Linked DNA regions of Bicyclus anynana: region 2 is linked to region 1. A link is a contact called in public Hi-C data. All regions are on one chromosome and are shown on one strand. The core of a region is the stretch at or near the end of the contact, and the rest is flanking DNA. Distances in the headings are between cores, read along the strand shown. Region 1 holds the start of LOC112055674 (mid1-interacting protein 1A). Region 2 overlaps LOC112053701 (serine/arginine repetitive matrix protein 1-like).

The links. A called contact is a pair of places that touch in the nucleus more often than the background predicts.
Region 2: a Hi-C map of whole larva shows a contact between it and region 1, with 4 times the contacts expected there. The contact joins the enhancer-like site here to the promoter of LOC112055674 in region 1. A contact is called at or near these places in 2 of 2 Hi-C or Micro-C datasets (whole body and whole larva).

What each region holds. Positions count from the first base shown.
Region 1 is chr1:7,145,218-7,152,096 of ilBicAnyn1.1, reverse strand. LOC112055674 (mid1-interacting protein 1A) reads right to left here and starts at 5,020. Exons shown (of 2, transcript XM_024095868.2): 1 at 4,788-5,020. The coding sequence starts at 4,837.
Region 2 is chr1:7,233,602-7,240,705 of ilBicAnyn1.1, reverse strand. LOC112053701 (serine/arginine repetitive matrix protein 1-like) reads left to right here. Exons shown (of 7, transcript XM_052881361.1): 6 at 557-766; 7 at 1,977-4,513. The coding sequence ends at 2,066. The region is part of intron 2 of LOC128198073 (a long non-coding RNA gene); the gene reads right to left. Among protein-coding and RNA genes, the nearest start is that of LOC112053703, 6.1 kb to the left of the region's middle. Within about 2 kb of position 4,770, at least 7 of the 8 cell types and tissues checked have open chromatin away from gene starts, as enhancers often do.

The sequences.
Region 1 (6,879 bases), core at 3,771-6,270:
AAAACTAAATGTTGGAAAGGACCACTAGGTAAATTAAAAGTAGGGAAACCTTTAAAAAGATGTGTTGATGACATCACTGCAGTGGCTGGTCAGGGTTGGATGGCCTGACAGAGGAGAGAGATGAATGGAAAAGGATGGAGGAGACTTTTACCCAAAAAGATCCATTAACAATAAAACAAAGAGCATAACACAAGATTTTCATTATTCAAATGTGTCTAGATATAAGATATCTATTTAATGTTAAACAGTGCTTGTTAGAATAAATAAATATGAATTTAAAGCCTGACCCAAGATTCAAACCCAGCACCTCTTAATCTGCACTTATATTGTCTAACCACTGCACCTATGAGGCAGTAACATTGTATGAATGTATCAAATGATGAAAAAAAAAAAGGTTTAATAACTAACGTATGTTTAAAGTACAGAGACTCATCAACATAAAATGTGTAACAACTTACAAATCCATTAAAAACCACAACTAATAAAAAATTAAAATACAATATTTTGTTTGTCTGTCTGTAAGACAGCTTACTGGAATCTATTTTCATAGCAACAGAGAATATTTATGCTTTATCAAAATGTATTACACTGTTATCTTTCAGTATCATTCAAAATTGTAAGCCAGACAACAATTGAGCCAATGCTATTCAACAAGGACTTTGTCAAGGACAAAACAATCGGCTTAACAATATATTCAACTCAAATTCATAACAAAAGAAGTGTATGCATTTTGGCTAGGGTACAGGTGAGATCTCAAGACAGTTTCATAAAAACAAAAATATTTTACTGTCCAACCTTGAACTTGCATAAATCATAATATTTTTGGTTTTAAGTATACCATGCCGTCCAGGGCATCCATGCAGAGCATGCACGTACAAAGAAGATATAAGATACACTTATGCTTCAGTGTAATGGAATATCAGAACAACACACAGCATGGATTCTAACAACGCGATTCCTATCAGGTACCTTTTAATAATCCATACATACATATCATTATTGCTGCAGTTTAGTTTATTCTTTGCGTATTACATTATTTTGTTTGTTTTTAATAATTATGTTTGTGCTAGATTTTATTTTATTAATTCATCAAAGAATAAGAAAGAATATTTAATTAATTTATTAAGAAGATCAATTAAGGTAAAGTGTAATTCGTATTTAAGTAAAAATAATAATATTATTTAACATATTTAGCCCAAAACACATTCTGATTATAAAACACAATTGAATGGTTATATAATTAGAAAATTTCAGCCTTCGCTACTGACACAGTATATATTGGCTCCCTAGCAACAGTCTATAAAAAATGTTTATAGTTTAAAATATGATTAAGTTGTTATTCTTCTTGGTAGTTAGTAGGTATGCATAAATATTATTTTGTGTACTTATGTGTAATGTAGGTGTCAAAATATTTATTGAAAATATTTATTGATAGAAAGCTCTTGCCCAGAAAGCTAACATTTGAACCTAGGATTTTATAATCTATAGCTAAAAAATAAAACTGTATGACTACTGAATAAAATGTATGTCACTAAAATCTTTACAACTTACTTGCTCAAATACAGGTATAAAATATAGCAAAATTACTCCCAGATAAAGTAGCATTAAGTGAAAAAAAAAATTCAAATCAGTTCAGTCATTTGAGAGCCTATTCAATTCAGACAAACATACTTATATTTTTTTTCTATTCTATTTCTATTAACATTCAAATATTCACATAGATGTTATAGTTGATACAGTATGAAGTGTAGGTACCTTATGTGCAATTCTTTAGAAGGAGAGAACAGACAATATAAGTTTTATCAGCAGGTCTTTAAAATTTAATCTCGAAGCGGCCTTGTGTGCCTTTATGTATTTTGCAACTTATTACATAAACACATAAGCATACAGGTTGACAGATCAAGGCCTTAGCACCAGATGAAAAAAATTTCAATATTCTTACACTAAATGAGGCAAAGAGAACAAACATTACCAACTAACCTATAACTGGCATACTAGGTAGTATTATTTCACATATGTTTTTTAAATTTTTTTCTGATTGTGTGTAGGCTCGTTAATGGATGGGATCACAGGTCATCACCAGGGGTTTTGGACTAGTGCAAAAGCATCGCCAGAGTCTTTAGACTTTTTGTGTAGCAACTACTAACAATAAAGAATATAAAAAAGTTAATTAGAAAAAGTAAAACCTATTTGGATCATTTACTTTAGGCATTTAGTGAATTTCATAAATTATAGTCCTCAAACTACTTTTACTACTAAAATTTAAATTAGTAATCACAAAAACAAGTTACACATGAAATTGATTTATAATTTAAATAGGTAAAACTAATATGAAAAATGTTCAATATCAAATTGAATTAGTTCCAGAATTAGGTTTTAAATATACCTACAACTCAGCATGAAATTTGTGAGTTTTTTCTGTCACCCCACACTGTAAAACCATGGAATACTAAGATATTCTTCATTAGCTTATTGTTCTGCTCCAAGGTGCAAGGTGCTGTACCAAAATTCATCTAAATCAGTTCAGCAGTATAACTATGCAAAAGTGTCAAACAGGCTATTTTCACATTTATAATAATAATAATAATAATAATAATAATAATAATAAATAAATAAATATACATAAACAATACACATCACTATCTAGCCCCAAAGTAAGCCCCCCACAGAGTAGCTTGTGTTATGGGTGCTAAGATAGTTGATATTATAATATTAATATACAATTATATACTACATATAAATACTTATATAATGTATAAATACACACAGACACTGGAAAACACTCATGCTCATCGCACAAATATTTTCCAGCTGTGGGAATCAAACCCACGGCCGTGGATGCAGAAAGCAGGGTCACTACCCACTGCGCCACGCGGCCGTCAAAATATATTAGTCCTATATATTTTTCAACAAGAATAATTTGATTAGTGTTTTCCCAGTCTGGAGGATAATTTCTAAATATTCAAAAAACAAGGAAAAAGAGTGGTATTTATAGTGTTTTACTCTTAAGCCATCTAAAGATGTCATATCATTTAGGTATGTAATATGCATTAGAGAAATGTAGACAATCTCACAACAAAAGACAAAATAGAAGGGAAATCTCACAAGTGGCTATTGTAAAAGCTTGAAAACTGAAATGATACTTGAACTATTAGTAGATCTGCACAAAACTGGTACTCTAAGAAGTAAATAGACAATATTAAGTAACAAAAGCTCCAAGGTAAAGGGGCCGGCCTCATTGTAGAGAGGTGATGGTTTAAACCCTGCTTGCTGGACTATCATCGTACTCACTACTAACACTGTCTTTCGCAACTAATTGGAGGGGAAAGGAAATGTTGGTTGTATTTAAAAATATAGCAAATATTCTTTAAATAAAAAAAATATATGAGATTGATCAGGGTTATTTAGCTCCACGCTGATATAATGCTGACTGGCAGACTTAGGGTGATAGTGATAATTCTTAGTAAATCAGATGTTAATTATACTGACTGTGACCAACTGCTTATCTTGTACTCTAAGGCATGGGGTATGTAACACCATCAACTTAATTCCAGGTTGAGAATTTTGATTAAAAATTTTTAGAAGAAAATCTTACTATTTCATAGTAGATCACAGGACTCAAATCCCAGACCTAGTGATTTGAACACATAGTATTACCACTGGACCAACAAGGCATATTTTTGATAAGTAGCAAGTGGCCAAATTTTCCTCCGCTCATAGCCGACAGATCTCATGAGAACAGAACGAAAAAAAAAAGAAGTAACAAGTGGATGATCTAATGAAATGCATTACTTAGTCCAGAGTATTGCAAAAGATAAAAGAAGTTCACTTAATTGTTATGTTTTAGGGTCAAGTATACATAAATTAATTCGACCCTGGTGTTAAATATATTCATTGGGTATTTGTACAACCTCATTACTGCATACAGTAATAATTCAATTAATTAAAGGATCAATTAAAAGGATGTTTTATGAATTTGTACAATGTAAGAAAAGCAAAATTGATTCTGAAACAACACTAACTTGATGTTATTGGAAAAGAATTGGGTTTTGCCATTCATTTAACAAATTCATTCAACATATAACTGACAAATATTATTCCACAAAAAATTTGGAAAACCCCAGATGTGGTGGGACTGGTGGGTGGTAGAAACTATATCTTATTGACTACATTATTGGTCTAGATTTGGAGGTTGTCAGTCAGGGTATGCACTAGTGAGACAATTTAACCAGTGGTAAAATCTGCATTTGATAAATAATTACAGAACATTAATTAAGGTATGCAGTTCTTTAAAACATGTAAGAACAGTACGCCGCTGAGAGTTCGTGATTACATAGCAGATTTTATGTTATGTCATGCTCAAAATTTTATATGTTATTGACCTATATCGGCGATTACTTAATAGTTTGATGAATGAATTAAAGTTTTCTATCATTGACGTATCGTGAGTCATGCTTTGCGCACGCCCATTAAAGTTGTCTCAATGCAGGATAACCTCATTGAAGTCGATCAGAAAAAAGAAGAAAAAGAACACTCGACACCGTTGGAGTGACGCCACGACTTTATCACGCCAATAAGATGCAGATTGCAGAGGTTGCGACATTTGTACGATGCATACTGCTAATGTGAAAGGAATTCGACATTTCGTCAATCTAAACCTCTATACATCTCAAAACTCATTATATTTTACTTCTACAATAATTCGTGTCGAGGTTACCACAAAATCACATCCCAGATCGAACCCACGAAGGGCGCTGCCATTTAAAGTGGTTGAAAATTGTACCAACCTGCTGTTCTCCAATTTGGTCGATATGTCGGTATTGAAAGACATCTTCATGTAATATTTAAACGTATTAAATAGCACTGAACACACACGTCCTGGGGTTTTCACTTATTAAATTTAATTGACGTTTGTAATGTGAGCTTACGAAACGTCGCGTACTGATTTTTTAAAAATTAAATTCACAGAGCACAAGCGACCGCACACGAACGCGAGATTTTGACGTTTGGCAAGTAGTGGGGAGCGTCCTCGCGTATTTATATGACTGGATCGTACGATGCGGGGGAAGCGAACTCGGTATTTTATTTTATCATTATTGTACATTATACAGTAAGCCTAAGAAATTGTTATTATTCATTGATTGTTACGTATTTACAGCATTCTTATGTATAAGAAATATATCTTTGTTTTGTTATAATTTTATCTCATGAACAGTGAATTTATTAATGCAAAGCGATCGTAGACTGGGTGCGTCCCACGAAGTCACACCACATGCGGGCTCTCTGATTGGCTGTTCGGCATCGTTACTTCGATTCATCGGTAGATTTTAAATTTTTACCAGTACACATTATTTGTTAAATATCTACTTAAAAGAAAAAAAAGACCCAAAAGTTTTAATAAGTACATACAAACATAGATGTAAAACAGTTAATATTTATTTTTAATTGACTATCTTAGAAATAAAAAATACAACAGGCACCCAATGATATTTAAGGTCTTTGCAGGCACCTACTTATTTGCCAAAGGGTAGGTAGAGGCTACTTCTACCAACCCTAATTAAATCCTACTTATAAATTTTATATTAATATGTGTAAAAAGTTTTATAGTAACTGGGGTAATTAAGGTGAAAGATCATGAATACATTCACACTTACCATTGTATGTAAATCTAGAACCGAATGCCGATCGTTTTGTTTATATTTCAATATAGGTACGGACGTATATTATGTATAAGTACTTGAATTAAGTAGTTTAAATTAATCAATAATTAGGTAGGTTGTTATTTCAACATTCCTTTGTGTACACGTCAATATTAAATAATTGTACCTGACTTTCAAAACAATTTGACTCCCTTCACGGTAGATAGGTACTTAACTAAATTAAAATAAAACACAGAACCATCTTACTTAGTAATTTTCTTTGCAGGCATTTATTGAATATTCGAATATAGATCTACCAAAAACCACATCATAAAGAATAAATCCAGAATGAGTGTTTACAAGCAGCGTGGTGAAGCCGGTGAAACCCATAAAAAACAAACGTCACGCGTCTCCTTGACATTGACATCCGCATAACTTTTTTCATAATTTGTGTTTCAAAATTTAACACTAACAACAATTACGTAAATTAATATAATAATCAATAATATCCAATAAAAATACTTCATCTTATTTCTTTCGCTTTTAAAATATTTGAAAACATAAGACGCCATTTTTCTTGAATAATATTGAAAATTACTCATGCAACGTTGATATACCGTCGTGTTCCGTGCTCTATATCTGTTAATCTATGCCAAAAACAAAGAATTTAAAAAAAAAACGTTTTACCTATGAGTAAGAACAGAATAACATTTTATGTGAGTGTATTTGTCTAAATAGTTAATTAAAATTAACTGAGACTTAAAAAAATAGAAAATTTGACCCAGCGCATACCGCCTCAAATTAAAATGTCTAAATATTGCATTAACCTGTTAGCGGAATGAAATAAAAACAATTAACTGTTTTACATCTTCTTACAATTGATAAAATAAAAAAAATTGTTTTGCCCCTTTCTGTATGACAGTAGTATAAACATTTATTTATATTGTAGTTACTTAAAATAATAATCCATATTAAACAGCCTATTTATCGTACTTTCAAGTAACCAATTGGGTCGATTCCCTTCATTAAACTGAAGAACCTTTACATTTTTGTGATTTTCTTACCTTTCCAATGTGAGAGGAAATACATCGAGGCCGAACGAGACGAGACAAAAAATAATAATTGTTAAAAATCAGACAATCTGTTCTTGGGTTATCATCTTAAAAGCCGTTTCTTAGACCATATTACCTAAAATGAATATATTCATGCTATATTTTTATATGTATATTGTAATTACTAA
Region 2 (7,104 bases), core at 3,521-6,020, 89 kb before region 1:
CTAAGAGATGAAAAGCTTAATTATTTATAAATAGCAATTCGTACAATTTGTTTAGTGCTATTTATTTATATAAGACCGCATGTAGAAAAAGGCACAACAAATATGTTTTTGTTTTAAATAAATACTAGCAGATGCCTACTTGGTGCCTACGCGTGATTTTATTAAGTTTCTAAACATACTATTTAATCTATTTTTGGATTAATTTTCATTAAAATCCGTTCTGTAGTTTTTGCTTCATTGAATAACAAAACACCCAAAAATTCAAACTTAGACATTTCTAATACATATATCAACTAGCTGTGTTTTACCCGCGTATGTCAAGGTAAAAAGTAGCCTTGCTGCTAACTCGGAATCTTTCTCTGTGCCAAATATTTACTAAATTTATTTAGAATAACTGTTCTGGCGTGATTGAGTAACAAGCATCTATCCCAACTCTCACTTTAATAATATTAGATTTCCTAGTAGCACGTTGTCTTATCCCGTTCTTGGTATTTGTAATTTGTATCCTATATACCCTTAAATAACCATCTTTAACCTTAACCTCCATCGTTTAAAGGTGGATGCACCCCGACGGAGCCCAGAGCGCACTCACGTGACCAACTTCATCCGAGCTAACTCCCCCGAGCCCCCCCGACGTCTCTCGCCTGTAGCAAGACGCTCCCCCCTCGCAGCACCGCCGCCTCCCCGGCCCCAAGTACAACCTCCATCACCGACGGATAGACCGCACTCTGAACCGCCGAAGAGGAAAGCTTACGCACGAGATGAGGTGTGTAAATTAGTTTTACTCACACAAGCAGAAATAGAACCTCACACAGAAGTGTTAGAATAATGCTCAGTAGTCTCATTATTGCACTCGTGCACTAAGTTTTTACCCGATGATACTTATTGTACAATTTGTACAAAATGGAAAATTCTTACTCCAATACAGGTTGTAACAAATACTTAGGGTATGAAATCATTGCAGGCACATCATTGTTAAAACCACATTGTTTTCAGGTTCCACAATATTTATTCAATTGGCTTTCATTTGTGCCTGTGCACGGTTTATCTAGCCAGTGTCGATTAGATGCAGATTTCTTTGGGACAGTACAGTAGGTATAACTTTCGAATTTTAGCGTGCCTTTAATCACACCCAGGCTGACTCAGAAGCACTGGACATAATTTACAGCACATCTAGCATTTTGGGGCCAACTACCAAAGTTAACCTTACTTATCAAATCCTTAGTTTACCTTTTGCCACTTTCCACTAATTTTGTTTATGTTAGAATATTCAGTAGTTGATCCACTTAACAACACACCCTTATCGAAGATATTGTAAAGCTGTACTCCGTGGTTTTTACATTTATTTGTTAGGTTTGTATGACAATGGTTTTTATTATCGTCTCAGTTTTTCCCCATATTGCTGTTTACAATTTGTGGTTTCGCTCGTATGATAAAAATGCTTTTTCATTTCGAATAAATTTCAAGTCACGTAGGTAATTCTGTTTTAGATTAGTCATTAACTAATTTAGCCTACATAGTTGGTTTTTCTCATTTAAAAAATGTTAAATGTTTCAGTTATAACGATTATGGAAATCTCCATTATATATATTGCTTTTTGCGCATCAATATTATTTCGGGCGCCGACTTAATAACATTAGTGATTTGTTACTTGATTATCAAACAAATTAAGGCGTTAATGGCATTGTCAATTAAAATATTTATGGTTTTCCTAACCTTGATTTGTGATATTCATATGAAAATTCATAACATAGGTTTTTATAAATGTACGAATTGACAATCATACACGTCATCATCACCATCATCATATTAGCCGATGGACGTCCACTGCAGGACATAGGCCTTTTGTAGGGACTCCCAAACATCACGATACTGAGCCACCTGCATCCAGCGAATCCCTGCGACTCGCTTGATGTCGTCAGTCCACCGTCACTCATACACGTAAAACGATTTAAATTATTATTATTATTTTACAGGTTTTACAGACACTGGAGGGTCTACGAAAAAGTTTACAGCAGCAATCTGCGTTGCTCGCAGTGCAACGTACACGCCTGGACTCCCTCTAACATGATGTAAATTATGTTTTGGTAGCACTTAAATGAGTGCGGTCTAGCAATCGTGCGTTACCAAAACGTACATGAATAATCTTCCCTGCCAAATAGTAGTAGACCCTTTCATTTACATATCCTTGTAGTTTCTTTGTTTACCCAAGCGTACAGTTTGCGAAAATGGTTTGCTTAATCGTGTATTGTTGAATTTGTTATAGTTGCTTAGTTGATTTGTGTTTGTAAGTCTCTTGTACTTTCGTCTTACTTCTTACGTCTTCTTGTTCTTCGTGGTTTGGATTCAGATCGTTTGTCGAATGTGTCAATTGAGTGTCCACTTTTATGAGATAAAAATTTCCCTGGACTAAATGTTCTCGTCGCCTCAAAATTAATAATAGTATTATTGTCAAAGTAAATATAATCCACTAATGAAAATAATAATGTACAATTTATAGAAGGTTAAAGTACTTTAATCTGATATGAACAAAATTTTCAAGGAGACATAACAAGTTCCACCTTTCATCCTAAAAAGATCGATGGTACAAAGCCTGAACCCTGCAATTTCCATAACGAGTTTCACCGTTATAATTCACTTTTTCAACGTTACCCATAATAATTTACTTGAAAGTAACGTTCCTAAATTAATGATGAGGTGGGTGGAATAAAAATATTATGGCTTTTTTTTGCTATTTACATGATGTTTTGGCAATCTATTTAAAATTTTTGATTGCTTTTAACATTTATGTTAAGATTTAAATTTACACTGAATGTGCAAACCATGCATTCTATTCGCATGTTTTTGGGATACGTAGTTCTTCCATATTTCCTAGACAAATCCCTCCAAAGATGTAGTCTAGTCGACATATTAGGTATTTGTAGTTAGTAGTGTTGTTATCGTTTTATATAGGCGAGGCCATTTTTATTATTCCAAATACATAATATTTGTAGTACCATTATTATTCATATTTAGATTGTAAACGGCTGTTGGATTTATGCGATATAACATTTTAATACGAATTCTATAGTTTTGGAGCATCTGTATACCTATATCATATGTTTAATAAATACCTAAGTGCGAATGTCCTCACAACAATGTCTTTCATATATTCAAATAGTCTTTCAGTTAATAATGTAAAGAAAGCTGGCGACTCATTAAATTAAACAAAAGACATCATTTTAAAGCCAATTTGTGTCAGTGGCGTGCAATCCACGGAAGTATAAAAACACTGTTAAAGGAGTTTTATAATTTGTATAATTTATGTAAAGGCGGTTAATTGCCCTACTTATATTATGCATTGTAGTTTTTATACAGTTACAATAACTTGTATTTTTATGATAATTCTACTGAATTAGTCAGCTGACATTGCGAATTATAGTCAAAACCCTCTGCACGTCGCTGATTAGTGTGCCATATTAGCTCATTCCATCAACAGCCGTTCAGTTTAGGGCATTAGAACATGTATCGAGTATTGTAGCGTAGGACTAGACGAGTATTAGCGGTCTCCCTATAGCGTAAGCAACCGTGGCCACGCGTAAGACTGCCTTTACTTCATATACAATGTTTACTCGTTACAATTTGGGCTAAGATCGTGTCATGATTGTTACTCAAGTTGCAACTGAATACTTAAAGATGTCGCAAGTCGCATTATAATCGTGATACGGAATTTAGCTGTTCTGTTTAGTCACTCGACTGATGGTTCAACCTAATGGGAATTTTCGTCTAATGTCAAATTCAAATTCTGTTAAAAAAATAAAAAAATATATTTTGTTAAGTGTACCATAACAAAATGCTGAAGAACTAACAATTTAAAGTTACCTTAATTTGACAAAAAGTTTATACATATATGTATCTTTAATACAATTAGCTCAATTAAAAGAAAAAAAATGTTAGTCATATTTTAAATTGTAATTAAATTGAATACGTTTTACTGAACCATCTCGAAGATTTTCAAGCGCGCGCTACTACCTTGATACTAAGTTTTTTTAATGAATTGTGAATCTGAGAGATGGCCGGTAAACAATATATTGTATGTTTATCACGTTATTTGTTAAAAATGTGTGCTTTTAGCAATCATCGGTCGAGTAATAAGGGTGCCCCCAGTTGGTCCCATATTTTTGTTAGTGCAATATTTGGCGAGAACGTGCGACAATAATCGTAGTCGCCTGTGCCGAGTGTAAATATATTACTCGTTCAGCCTATCGTCACACTAGCGTTTTTTTGTCACCATTAACAAAATCCACCTTTAAATTTCAACGACCAAATAATTAGGTGAATATTAAGAGGAAACTCGCTAAAGTTAGCTGCAAGTTTGATACTGTTTGCATAACGATACTTATCGACTACTTTGATAGTTTACCGTGTGACAACTGACAAGGCTCTCTAGTGTGTCTATAGGTTTACTTGTTTATTGTAAGTATAAATAAGATTTATACGTTTAGTTGAATTTTCATTAAAATATAAAAATTAATTGGGACTTTTATTCCGTAAAGTAGCCAGTTATGTACCTAGATAGTAGATACCTACTTACGCATTCTTGTATTTATGTACCATACTTCGTAAAACATTTTTTTTGTCAATAAAACCTTCCACTGTAAATTACAATGATTACAAATTACTGAAATAATATAAATTCTCAAGATTGTTTTTCGTCGCAGAACTCAAAGGTTTACGAAATGTTTGTTGCATACTCTACTAGATGGCGCTAATTGAATGTTTCTTCTGACGCCATGTAGATGGCGCATGCTGTTTAGCTTAAAGTTATAGTATTGATTTTATGATAGGCTGATAGCGAAATGATAATGAAAGAGAACAATGATGGTGTCTTCCAACGATATATATACTCTAAGCTCAGCTACATCCCCAATTTCCTAACTTCGGGCTGAAAATATTTGCTGAAAATTTCTTAGAAAAACTCAGTAGATGCAGTAAGTAGTGGTACTGCAGAGTGCAGACAACCCGAGACTTAAACCCAGGACTTCGTAATCCGAAGTCACATAGGTTAACCACTGGAACAACAGGGTCAGTAGCCATGTCAGGTCAGCACGTCGATTCTCTTCCTATAATCGCAAACGTTTCAAAGGACACTTGACCTGTCGATAATGAATCGACATTCATTGTCGACAGGTCAAGTGATCAAGTTATTGATCGTATCTCCCAATTTTTTTTTAATTCTCGAATCGTTAGCATTTGTAGAAAAATAATCGACGCGCCACATGGCTACAGGCTCAAGCAAACGACTGAATAGATAATGTAACTATTCATTAATAGTTCACATTTGTATTCTCAAAGGAAAGGGGTGGCGGCCAGAATAAGGTTGAGAGCCTAATAATAAGCAAAATCTCCTCGGTAAAGGAGCTGGCCTCACGCTCAGAGGTCATGGGGTCATGTTTTTTTTCGACTAATTGGACGTGAACGGGAATATTGGGCATAAGTAAGTATTATAAGACATACTCGTAATATGACAAAATTATTAAAAAAAAAACCAATGTATAGAAGTTTTAAATGTGCAGCAAATAGGTAATGTAAAATATATGTAATAACTCGGTGATGTAACTCATCAGGTGACTTAAATCTCAATGATCAATGACACCAAGTTGTACACAAATGAAAGCACTTCACGGTCATAATAATCAACTGCGAACTGGGTATCAATTTGCGACATAGCAACGACGAACAATTTTAGCACTACCTTGCAGTAGCTAATACATCTGTACCAATTTAAAGATTTGTATTTTTGTATGTAACGAATAAACTCGAAACTACTGCATCGATTTGAAAAATTCTTTCACCAATAGAAAGCTACATTTTCAGGTCGTAACATAGGCTATATTTTTCACCGTATTCCCACCGAAGAGGGGAACAATGTCAAACCACGACGTAGGTTCGTACCTATGGCATAATGCACTGTACGACATAGTCATGTATGTCGTACAGTGCAATAAGACAAATTCCATGGGGCAATACATATTTTCAATGGGGCAATATATATTATCGATTTTTTTTCTGATGGACCTCAGCGGCGTCACCGGAGGGTTAATATTACAGACTTAATTGGTCTAAGGAGCTTCCTTAGGTTGACGGAACAGGTGGACGGGTTAAAATAACTACGTAATTTTTACCTTTCTGCATATTGTCACAGAAAACATATATTGTACAAGTAATATTGTCCACAAATCATAGTATAAAAAAGTATCAACTTTTTTACTAACTTTTAAAATTGTATAATTTATTACTTAATAATTTTTTGACAAAGCCACCAAAGCTTTACTTTCGTGTACTTATGTAGATATACCATTGGTATACCTATGTTCGAATACATTAAGTATGTGCGTAGTTTAAAATTTTGCATGTCTAAACAACTTCCTGTTACTTTGAAATTTTGCATGCATGTAATGTTGTAGGTATCAGAACTAGGTAAGTATACAAAGAGTTATGTTGCCAAGCAAATAAAATACAGGCAAAATTTACCCCGAAGAGAATTAAAAGCAGGCGAGTGGTACGTTCTCGTATGGTGTTTAAATCATGCTGGTTGTTGGAGCTAACAGGTAACAAAGGTTCAGACCCTTAGTATAATAATAATTCATTCTATTCAGAATAAATCATTACATAATAAGTAAGTCAAGTGCTTTGTAAGAAATACACATTCTATTATAGCCAACCAAGCAAGCCTATAATATTACTGTAGGTTGAAAGGTATATTTTGGTGCTAAATGTCTAATGAGTTTTATGAGGCGTGCTTTGGATTTTCGTGATTTTCCGAAAACCACATCGCTATTCCACTTAAATGAATAAGGATTTTATTTATCTTGCTCAGAAGTAGGTATATGTATTGTCTTGTACTTGATTAGAAATTGTTTTTGTTTCATATTGAACTGAATATATAACTAGCCCTACTTGTATGGGATATAGGGCGAACTATGGGCCCTTTTCTATTCTACGCTAATCCACACCTTCTGACCCTATTGCTTTGTCATGTTAATTTTATAGACTTGCGGGAATTATTAATATTGGACTTCGGTCGCGAACGGTTCAAATGCGTTTTACAATAATACAATGAAT